Regions from separate parts of the Columba livia genome. Here region 2 is linked to region 1. Evidence: chromatin contacts called from public Hi-C data. All regions are on one chromosome and are shown on one strand. The core of a region is the stretch at or near the end of the contact, and the rest is flanking DNA. Distances in the headings are between cores, read along the strand shown. Region 1 has its middle 98 kb from the start of PFKFB3. Region 2 overlaps RBM17 (RNA binding motif protein 17).

The links. A called contact is a pair of places that touch in the nucleus more often than the background predicts.
Region 2: a contact with region 1 is called in a Hi-C map of liver, with 3 times the contacts expected there. The contact joins two enhancer-like sites. A contact is called at or near these places in 2 of 2 Hi-C or Micro-C datasets (crop and liver).

What each region holds. Positions count from the first base shown.
Region 1 is chr1:207,696,325-207,701,953 of bColLiv1.pat.W.v2, forward strand. No RefSeq gene overlaps it. Among named protein-coding and RNA genes, the nearest start is that of PFKFB3, 98 kb to the right of the region's middle. Within about 2 kb of position 3,052, at least 1 of the 3 cell types and tissues checked has an H3K27ac peak away from gene starts, as active enhancers do.
Region 2 is chr1:207,812,565-207,818,193 of bColLiv1.pat.W.v2, forward strand. RBM17 (RNA binding motif protein 17) reads right to left here. Exons shown (of 12, transcript XM_065049304.1): 7 at 3,734-3,875; 8 at 1,707-1,858; 9 at 927-1,000; 10 at 458-556; 11 at 64-136. Among named protein-coding and RNA genes, the nearest start is that of RBM17, 11 kb to the right of the region's middle. Within about 2 kb of position 3,342, at least 1 of the 3 cell types and tissues checked has an H3K27ac peak away from gene starts, as active enhancers do.

The DNA of each region.
Region 1 (5,629 bases), core at 1,802-4,301:
GGGCTCTGAGCAACCTGAGCTGGTGAAGATGTCCTTGCTCATGGCAGGGGTGGCACTGGATGAGCTTTGAAGGTCCCTTCCAGCCCAAACTATTCTATGATTCAATGATTTCAAACCTGTCTGAGATGATGAGTTTTTCCAGTCCAGGCAGTGATACTTCGTGCTGTGAGAATGGTCCCCCACAGAGCCAGCAGCATAGGTATAAACCCAACCCTCCAACCTTATGCCTCCGCCTCCCCTGGAAAATGACATCACTCTAGACAATTTACTGTTAATCAATAGGATTTAACAGAGACAAATACAACCTCGAAAGAAACAGCTGATGCAGCTGTATCTTGTCAGCAGTGGACGCCTCAATGTGAGCAGAAGCATGATCTGCCTTTGTTGGCATTTTCTGCTTTGTCTCTGATGAGCATTTGTATCTCCTAGTTAAGGAAGTATGGGCAACTCTATAAATATATATATATACATAACATTGCATTAAAGCCCCTGGATCTATCTGACAACCCAGTATGATGCAGGAACATTAGTAATGTTTGTTGTACTGTTTCATATTACCTCATTTAGAGAGGAATTACAGTAAGTCTGTGCGTGTTCTAACCCAGATAGTTGCAGGCACACAAATTTTAATAGAAATACATCCACTGAATTGCACATGGTTATCCTTTTCTTTATAAAGGCCATGAGTGCTCCAAGTTAATCTGTGCCTGCACAACTAGGCATGAATTACTTTCTTATGTTTTTCATCAGATAAGTGAACTTTCAGGTTGTGATGGTAAAGTGTTGTAAGCTGACAGATGACTGATGTTTGGGAAACTATAATTTGGCTTCCTTACACACCAGGACTAGGTCTTCAATTTCTTCTCCCCAAAAACACCTTTCTTCTCTATGCATGGGATGAGCTGCTCTTCAAGGATGGGTCAGTGTTTTGCTGGGCAAGGAAGGATAACTGCAAATGAAGCAAACTGACAGAAGCAGCTACTTGTAATGGAAGGTGAATTTCCCCTGCTAGACCTACCTCTGAAAAGAATTATTTAAATCAGTTCCACAAGGTTTTACATATTATTTCCATATCACATTTTTGTAAGCAACCAGTGCAATTCCAGGCTCATTTAGACCCAGGCTTATGGGTCACTTTAGTGCAGGGCAGTGTCATGTGCAGTCCAGGCTGGAAATGTTTTTCCACTGACATCAAGAGTTGAATTTGGTCCAGAGGTGACTTTACAATCTCAGGAATCATCTTTCGTCTCTACTGAGTGTGGCCTCCTTTGTTCACAAAGCAGCGTGACCTGTGTCAGCTATTGCTCAGCAGAAAACAAACAGGAAAGGAAGGATTTGGATTTATTGGGTTAACTACAAACTGGATTTAGGTTTCTTAGGTTACCTACAAACTTGTTCTTAAAGCATCAGTGAGGGTGACAACTAACCCTGCCCTTCCAGCTGCCAGTGTTTAAATACGTTTCTGAGTCTTAAAAGCAGGAAGCAAGATGATAAGTTAGATTATCTAATCATTATCTCCAGTAAGGAGGGCAGCTGGGTCAGTACAACACTGCTTAGCATGACAGCCAGTGTATAAATAGAATCAATACTTACAGACCAGGAGACTGCTGGTGACCAAGGTTAAAAGCATAACTAATGTATAAATATACTACTATGATGCTCAGAGCCCACTTGTATTTCCTGGATAATCTGTGCAGAGGGCAGAGCATAATGAGCATTCGTAAGTGACCTTGTTACGAGTATTGAGGGATCTCTGGAGGCACCATGGACAGACATGAGAGGGCTGGCTGGCTGCCAGCTGAGGAGGGTGGATCTGCATTCCCCATTTGCCATTAACTCCCCAGGCGATGACAGAAATCGGCTTTTCCCCTCCCCCGTGACCTGGAACAGACGCAGCACAGGACTGTCATGAGGACCGATTAGTTAATAAGATACCGTCATCCCCCATGCAGGCAGAAACATGAAAAATGCAGGGATGCGCTCAGGCTGTGTCGTGAAGGCAGGGAGGCTGGCATGGATCTGGAGGACTTTCTCCAGGTTCAAGCTTCAATGAAAGCTGAGCCAGCATGTCTTCTAGAGCCCACAGCACCATTCACACAGCAAAGGGTCTTCATTTAATCACTGGGACTGCTGTGGCAGCCAAGAGAGACAGAAAAGGGATGCTCAGACTGCTCCCTGCCAAGGAGCAACACTCAGTTGACAAAGGCAAAGAATAAGGGTACAAAACAACCCCCAGTGATTTCAAGAGGCTTTTAGGCAGGTCAACAAGGAGCCAAAGCAAAGTCTCGGCCTGGCCCACATTCTGCACAAGGAACTGTGCCTCGGGAAGCCAAGGATCAAGTTTTATCTTCCAAAAACCATTTCCACCAAATACATGTTATCAGAGAGGGCTGTTTGTGTATTTCCTGAGAAACCTCTCTGCCATGAGCCATGGTTGGTGAGCACAGCATTAGATTCCAATGGTGTTTTTCCATCTGTTACTTCCCCCCAAAAAAATTATATAACCCCATCCATTTTTAGAAACACAGGCCCAGGGTTGTTCTGCAGATGAGTCTGACATTGATCGTTTCAGCCTTTGTGACTTCAGAAAGCCAAAAATCTTCATGGGGCAGGACATGGCTCGAGACGGAGGAGGAGGAGGGTGAGAACAGAGCACTTATGGGGCACGGGCAGCGTTTTTTTGTGTTGCAGCATGTGCCCTAGTGGAACAGAGGATGCCTTATCCTGCCTGCACAGCTTTTTCTGACCTGCTTTTGACCCAAGAAGGATTTGCATCATAAATACTTGAGTCATACCCCTGGGAGGTGAGGGAAGGAGAGGAAAGGAAAAGAGTGGGTTTATCAACTGTGGGATCGCTGCAGGGCTTGGACAGAAATCTTTCTTCTCTCTTCCAGTCCAAGTGTAAACCAGCCCGCATCCAAGAGGGCTTGTTTATTAGTCTTTAAAATGAATGGGTTTTGCCAAGACAGCTCTCCAGTCGGTGACCTTCTGTTGAGAGGACAGTGAAATCGATTTACGGGGTCATCCTGCTCCCCATGATGCCACCAGAAAGGTGTTGACTTAACTCTAGGAGACTTTACCCAGTGCTGCTGCTCTTTCTAGGGGTAAAAAGGCCTGAGAAGGGTGTATACCAGAAACTACCCATCTCTCCTTCCCCAATGACAGCCCGGAGATACCAGGGAGCAATGTGAGGACAAAACAAGGTAGGTGGTGAAGAAGGACGTTGGGAAAATGGAAATAAAATTCAGCATGTAATCAGAAAGGTTAGAGTACCATAGACACAGACATCTAGGCACTTCTCCACGTCTTGGATATGAAGCACAATTCTTGTTCTCCCAAAAAGACAAGCAAAACCAGAAGAAATACAGAGAAGAGTGATAAGGAGGGCTGAGATATGGATCTGACCTTACATGTCTAAGAAATTAAGCATTTTAGCCAGAAATGGAGTATTGCAAGTGGAATAAGACATTTAGAATAATCTGAGTGGCCTGAAAGAGGTGAATGGGGAGTGATTATCACTGGTACTCCAGCCCTGTTATTGATGGAGTACTCAGACAACCCTTTGGCCCTTCCTACCACGACCACTCCTGTACCATGCTGTGATGTGTGCTGGGAATAACGTGAAGCAATCTCGATACATACGGTCCACCAGCTTCTACACAGAGAAAGCAGAGGAACTACTGGACAAATTTCTGAAGATCCAAGCAGATCTCTTCAAACCAACACAAAAGAATGCACCAGGGAGCTAAAAGCGATGTTTTTAGAAAATACAGATGATCGCCAGTCATTGATAGCTTGCTTTACTGCCAGCTGTTAGATCAAAATTCAGGGGGAACAACCCTATCTTCAGCTCCTGAGCTTTGGCCCTGCCGCCATATTTTACTGACAGAGCTGTCAGTCTCATATCAATGTGTCCTGACAAGTGGTTTTTCTTCACAAAGGATTACACTTGCAAACACAAGCAGAAAGACTATGTTTTTTTCTGTCAAAAAATCATTTTATGCCTGCGAGGCATATGCAGAATAAATCAGAAAGCCCTAGGGATGTACCTAGAGGACATCTATTCACTAAGCAAAATGAAGATCTTTAGGGACTTGCTCCTCCTATAGCATAGGAAGTCCAGCTCAGACAGATTGGGGTGATTGATGAGTGAAGGATAAAAAGGCAAAGTGCAAAATAATGGTTTTTCTTTTGTTTGTCTTTCTGCAGTAGGTTTAAGACACTGCCAGAAGCTGTTTCTGTAACTGCTTGAGGAAATCTGCCTGAAGCAGTTCAGTTTGGGTAAAGCTCAGGGGAGACCTTCTGCTCTCACTTCCCAGTAGCTAACAGCAACTTTTCATAGAATCATAGAATCATTTAGGTTTGAAGAGACCCACCAGATCATCAAACCCAACCATTAACCCAACTCTGTCACTAAACCATGTCCCATCTGGGGAGGTGGTTTCCAACCAGTGCAATGGGCATCTTCAAAGCGTCAAGTGAATGGTGCTTCTTAACCCACTGAGCACCAATCATGGTGCTTTGCTCTTAGTTACCTTCAACATCAAGGAAGCATTTGAGCAGTATTGGGGGTGCTTCTTGGAGTCCTGTGGTGACATTTGTGCCTTGTTGAATTCAAAACATTGTGCACTCCAATTTTCCCAGTGGTCAAATGGGAATAACTGTGATGTCTTGCCTGAAGAGTTGTGAGGGAGGTACAATAAAGGTTGTAAAGAGTCAAGATAGTGCTGTAACAGGAGCTGTAAAAATACCTACAGAAAATAGAGAGCCCTTTGTACTACCACTGGAGTTGATGAGCAATGCATGCTTCTGTAAAAGGTAGATGACTGGTGGAGTGTTTGAGGCTCTCTGGGGTATTCTAGTTACATGTGGCACCAAAATCACATCATCTTGTTTCCCAGCTTTCGACAGAGCAACCAAATGTTTACACACAGCTTCCAGTTTCACTTCAGACAATGTCATCTCTTCCTGAAAGCTCATCTCACATCCGGGGAAAATCTCACATCTGAGTCCCTCATCCTTTTTTTATGCTGGTGGTGGTTTGGGGGGACTTTTTTATTGCACAAAAGCAAGCCATAAGCACGAGGGTGAGGGAAAACCTGACTTATGATCACCAAAATGTTCTTCCCCATCTTTGCAGCTTTAGCCAAGGTGATGAGCTCCATGCAAGAACACATTCCTCAATGCCAAATCACGTGTTGGGAACCTGGGCAGGAGTAAGAGACACAGTCCCTTCACACTTGCATGACTGCTATCGGATTTTGATTCTCTGCCCCCCAGGAATTTTGTACACAAGTAATTTGCCATGAGGGAATGTGCCACAAAGCCCAGTTGCAAAAGGGCATAGTCTCAAGGCAGGTAGCACCACAAGAGCTCCAACAGCACAGTCAAAGTGTTCCCCACTGAGCCGAGTGGCACCTGAGGAAGAGGATGGAACATGTTGCAGGCTTGAAGACAACCACTAGATGGGGGCATGAGCACACGTGTTCATAGGACCTCAACCAGACCCCAGGAGCATGAACACCAGGAGGTGACAAATCACCAACCTCCTCCTTTCCCTTGGCTTGGCCCAGGCCCCTCCAGGGAAATGGATCTGCCAACAGTCCACCACGTTCATGAGAGCTCAGTC
Region 2 (5,629 bases), core at 2,092-4,591, 120 kb after region 1:
GACTGTTTAATCCCTTTACAGAAGTTAACTCTGAGGTTCACAGGACACAATTTAGTATCCTACCTTTGATGGCAGATTCAACCCGTTCAAACTCTAAAAATATTCTCACAGCTTCATCATCAGGGGCACCAGGAATCTGAAAAGAAACAAAAAAACCCAGAAGGAATTAGAACAGCAGCAAAAATACTGTTTTATATTGCTATTCTTCACAAAAGTAGTAAAGAGAACACAATGGAAAGGTTCCAAAAGCACAATACTCAGAGATTTTTGCCCAGTTTCTGGCATTAAGTGTTTGTATCTTACAGATACGGAAAATACAGAATCACAACACAGCAAAGCACCCTGTGAGATCTCCTAATCTATGCCCCTTCTCTACAGCAGTAACAAGCCAGTTGTGAGGGACAAGTGCCCAGTTTGCTTTCAGAGTGGCCAAAAACAGAGACAGACTTTCTCTTACCTCAAAGATGACACATTTCCCAACTTTGCCGTATTTTTCGCACTCCTCCTTAGTTTCAACTTCTAGATCTTCGTCCACCTCCCCAGCACCTACCATGTTCTGAAAGTTAAAAGAATAAACCCAACTCACTGGGTGCAGTCTATATAGATGATTATTTAGGCAAATGCCAGGTGCACACAACTGTGACCATGAATACTTTAAACTTCTCTTTACTAGTCAATATCCACAGGAGGAGCCAGTTCACCAGTACTAAGACAAGGTAACTGTGGGATCTAAGGCAGTGCTGATTTAAAGTCACAATTTTTATCCCAGGAAGACACATATTTTCTCCAAAACACTAAGCACCGTATAGGCACAGGCCAGAACTGTTCAAACTACAGAGTCACTGCAACAGGAACAGGGGTTTAAGCATTTCAACCGGTCATGTACACTGCAAATATCAAGACATGTTCCCTTACTCCCAACTTACCCTTAGTAAGACCACTTTAGTTGGGCATTTCAGTATCTCAGTCAAGGGGTTAGAATCCGCTTTCTTGCCTGTTTCTGGTATGAAGACAGAACAGTGAATCACGGAATAACATAAGATTAAAGCTGATTTAAACCTTATACAGGGGCTTTTATCAGAATCTTACTATTATCAAACAATGGATTAAAAGACACAAAATGTAGTTTCATATTGCTGAGGAATAGTTATTCAGAACTTGTAGCTATTTGGAAGGACAATAAGCAGAAAAACCACTGCTACAGAACGTGAATTAAACTATAACACTGACAACATACTGAGGGAAATAACTCATAAATTCAGAATTGTATTGGATCCCCTAAGAACTAAAAATGAGATCTGACTTTCAACACCTGTGCTCAGGCAGAGGTGCGTTTCTAGTAAGCTGAGATGTTGTCTCTACGTCAGACAACAGCAGGGAAATGAGGGCAATATCTAAAGCATGTGATAGAGAGAAAGTCATCAGGAGCAGAGCAGGATCACCCTTTGAAGAGGCTTCCAAACACTAAAGGAGGACAACTGATGGGGAAGGGGAGGATGCGTTAAAATAATTGAGGACCGCTTCAAAAAAAGATTAAAAAAAAGATCAATTTCCACGAGAAGGACCATGAGTCATTCTTCCAAATCTAACTAGTATTTTCTGCAAGGATAGATGGCAAACAAAAAATCCAGGAGCTTCCACTGAGCCCAAAATATAATTTTTCCCTGAAGATTTTTCACAAACTTATTGGTATAGGACAAAATTACCTTTCTCTGTAGACTCGCCAACAATGATCTTGCCACCCCTCTTGCTTGTTTTCTCTACAGACAGTGCTGTGCTCAGCCCCTGTTCATGCTTCCCCAGCCCCTGGCCCTCTCTGAAACCATACTTCTGCATGATTTTATGAGCTACTGTCCCTCTGCAAAGACAAAAAGCATCAGTAAAGGTTTCTTAGACAAAACATTAACATTGCATTTCTCCCGAGTGCTCATTTACTCTGCCTCCTAAAATCTCATTACGCAGAGACTGAAAACATGTTTCTACACGACTTGACAACCCAGCAATTTCACAGCACCCTGTGAACATGAAAAGTGTTACCCTGAATTACAGACAGAAAAGCTGCCAGAGAAGTTGGCTAAATAAAATTGTTCACACTTTTCCAAATAAAACCCAACTTCTATTTGCAGTGCAAGTCAGCATCATACACTCTATGGAACGGTTTGGGTTGGAAGGGACCTTTCGAGATCATCTAGTCCAACCCCTCTGCCATGGGCAGGAACATCTTCAACCAGATCAGGCTGCTGACAGTAAATCACAAACCAGATTAGATAAAGCGTCTATTTAGTCCAGTTTCTTATCTTTGCCAGTGGCTGGTATCAAGAGCTTGAGAGAAAAGGCAGATGTGGGATGATCTACTTCCCACTATCTACTAGTTCAAAGTTGGCGTAAGCTCTGGAGTAAATGGCTTTGCTTCCCCTTCCTGTAACAAATCTGGATATCCTCAGTATTTATTTAAGCATCTCATCTGTCTGAATTTTCAAAAATGTACTGAGGCAATACAATCCCTAAACTATTTTAAAGTAAGTACCTTACAAAAAGCACCTCCACTGACAGGTTTTAAAATTCCCACTAAACTAATAGATAGAAACGTGCTGGTATTTCTTTGGAAACTATAGTTCAATAGGCCAAGACACAAAAGACATGCCATGGTATAATAGTTTACACCGCAGTAAATATTCTACGTTCAGTGACCGCTATTTTACCAAGAGGCATGTAAAATTACATAGAAAATGCAGGATCAGTGACTACAAGACTATTTTCTAAGCATACTATATGAAACACACAAAGACAAATTAAAAAAGGCCAAAATTCTGGCTACATAACATTGAAAAGTTAAAACACTAAATCACAGAATAAACAGTAGCCAATTGTGCTGGTCAATGTAAGGCAGGTCAAGTCATATTTTTAGCACTTCCTCCAGTGAACTGAAGGCCCCAGGGTACTGCTAACTAGACAAGGGAACAACACATAAACTGATCCAACAGTACTGAGTCTGGTCATCCTTTTTCTTGACAATGTAAAAAAGAAAAAAAAGGCATTTCTATTAAAAAAAAAAAGCATGAAAAATTGTCTCCAAAACATAAATGAACTGTAATAATGTAAAACCCCACATTTTTATGTCTGTTTTCCTCCTGGATATAGTTTTGAGTACACCGAGGCTGCATTTCCACAACACCCACTGCGACTGATAAGGACCATACCTAACCACTAAACGTCTCAAATGAGGTCGCTAATTATAAATTTGACTTCATTTTGTTGCCTCAGTAGTAACACAAGAATGGCACACAATGCTAATCCAAGGCAGAAAAGTAAATGGACAGATTTGCAGCCGTGTCTGCTACACTCATGCGAGTATGCTTTGAATTTTTGAACAAATAAAGCAGAACTGATATTATTTGACCACTAGTACCTAGAAAATTTAAGACAAAGAAAACCAAAGGAACTAAGGTTCCATCCGTATTTTCCTGTATACACACTAGCTTGGCTTGTAAAAGCCACCAACACTTCACACTGGAACGTGGCTTCAGAACTTGCTTAAAAGCACAGCCTTGAATGCAACCACCTCAAATGAATCTCTCAATGGCGTCAATCCACTGATTTTTCTGTCTCCTGACAGCATGCACTCAGACTAACTACATACATGCAATGGGTTGTGTTCTCTATTGACAAACTATTTTAACTTTTGGTTTCCACCACCTTTTTCCACTAAATGTGCATAAATTCAAACATTTACCCCATGTTAGCAAGGAAAGAGTTGCTTGGTCCTGTAGGGGAACGAGGTCTTTCTGGCTCATCATACACAGGAGGAGGAATAGCTGCTTTGGAAGATGGTGCCCGAGGTCTTGATTCCTCTTCATATGGAAATGATGCTACAGCTGAAGAAAACAGAGACATTTGCTTTTTCAATCAAATACTTTGCATGAACTACCTACTTGTTATGAACACTAGAATATTATGCCTTCAATCTAACACATTTACAGACAGCTCTTCATATGCAAGTTGTAGTTTTTTCTGCTTTAATACTAACAAACTACTAAAGAAAAGTCTTCCACATAAATGCAAATCAGAAAAATGTTCCTCTGCACATGCTGCTTTAACATCCCCTCATCTGTCCCTCTCTCAGAAACAAGATTTGAGTTGTTATTCTGGATTGTTCTTATAGGATATACGATGAGTTTATACCCATAGGTCTATAATGCATTTTTTAACCTCTTATCAAATGGAGAAAAGAAACATTAAGAGGCCACCTACACTACAATGAGTTTATCCAGACAGAAGACAAGCAAGTCCCGTTCGTCAGGAACTAAATTATGACAAAAATGGATCAATGCACACAGCTTGGTGCCTGAGGGCTGTAAAGAAAACTACACTGTACACTTACACAAAAGAGAAATCAGTCTCTTAAAAAGAATGAATGCAATTCAAAGCAAAGCATAAAATCTTAAGAGATCTCACTGACAATTTCTGAACTGAAAGCTTTCCCAGGAGACAAACATACGTATGTGTAAGTATATACAGTACTGATCAGACTACTGAGCTACCTTCCACTGTCAAGCGGCAAAACACACAAAAAAGCCTACAGAACACTGAAGACAACTTTTGAATGTATTTATGGACTCTGACTTCATTTTACATCATTTTCTTGAGAACTAGTGCTTGTATCTTAGCAAATAAAATGAAGTCTGAGGATGTCACATGAGGAAAATAGAATCCTCATTTAAGCGGCAGATGGTCTGGACTACGGGGCTTCTGCTCCAGCAATGTTTTCTCAGGTTTTTCCAGCCCCAGCTTTGAGCACCAAGTAACAAGTCATACAAAGGTTTCCTTGTGAGTTCATGTCACATTTTGAAAGCTCTCCCCCTCAGGATATTTCTACCATTTCCAGCCGATATTTACTTTTCCTTGACACTGCTCAATTGCTCTTAATTATTTACTCAAAACAATCTCTTTCTGTTTTTAATGTTTACACACTTCAAATGCTTTCACTATTATATCATTCACTTACTCCACCGAGCTTCATTTTTTTTTTATCTGAATCTTCTCATAAATAAAATCATGACTCCCAAAGGAAAGTTTGTGTGCAAAAGATTATTTTTCCTTTTTATTTTTTTAAAAACGTACACAACATACTGTTTATTATATTATCTTTAATGTTTAAGACAGTTAGACATAAATAAATTGAACAGTTTTGTTCTTACAGGAAGATTTTGCCACCTAGTGGACAACTTCAAGCCAACTTCACCGAGGGAAACCCTAGTGCGCACCTCACACCTCTTTAGCAAATATTGTACCCCTCAAACACTGACAAAATTCAGTTTGTAGCGCACAATCCCTTCAGAAAAGATATTAATAAGATACCTCCTATAGCAAAGGGTAATAGAAAAACTCCTTCTCCGTGATGTGTGGGTTTCTAGCCTACCCAGAGAAACCAATCTGCAACGTTTCTTCTTTCACATCAGAAATGAGTGACTGAACATGATTATAACAGACCAGCTTGCTCGGCCACTTCTCAAGCAATACAGAAAGAATCGTTACAACAGGACAATAATATCAGAAGTTCCCCACAGCTTCCCGTCAAAGAACTAGCACAGGTTCTTCTGCCAGAAAGAACCATATGGGAAGAGTGACA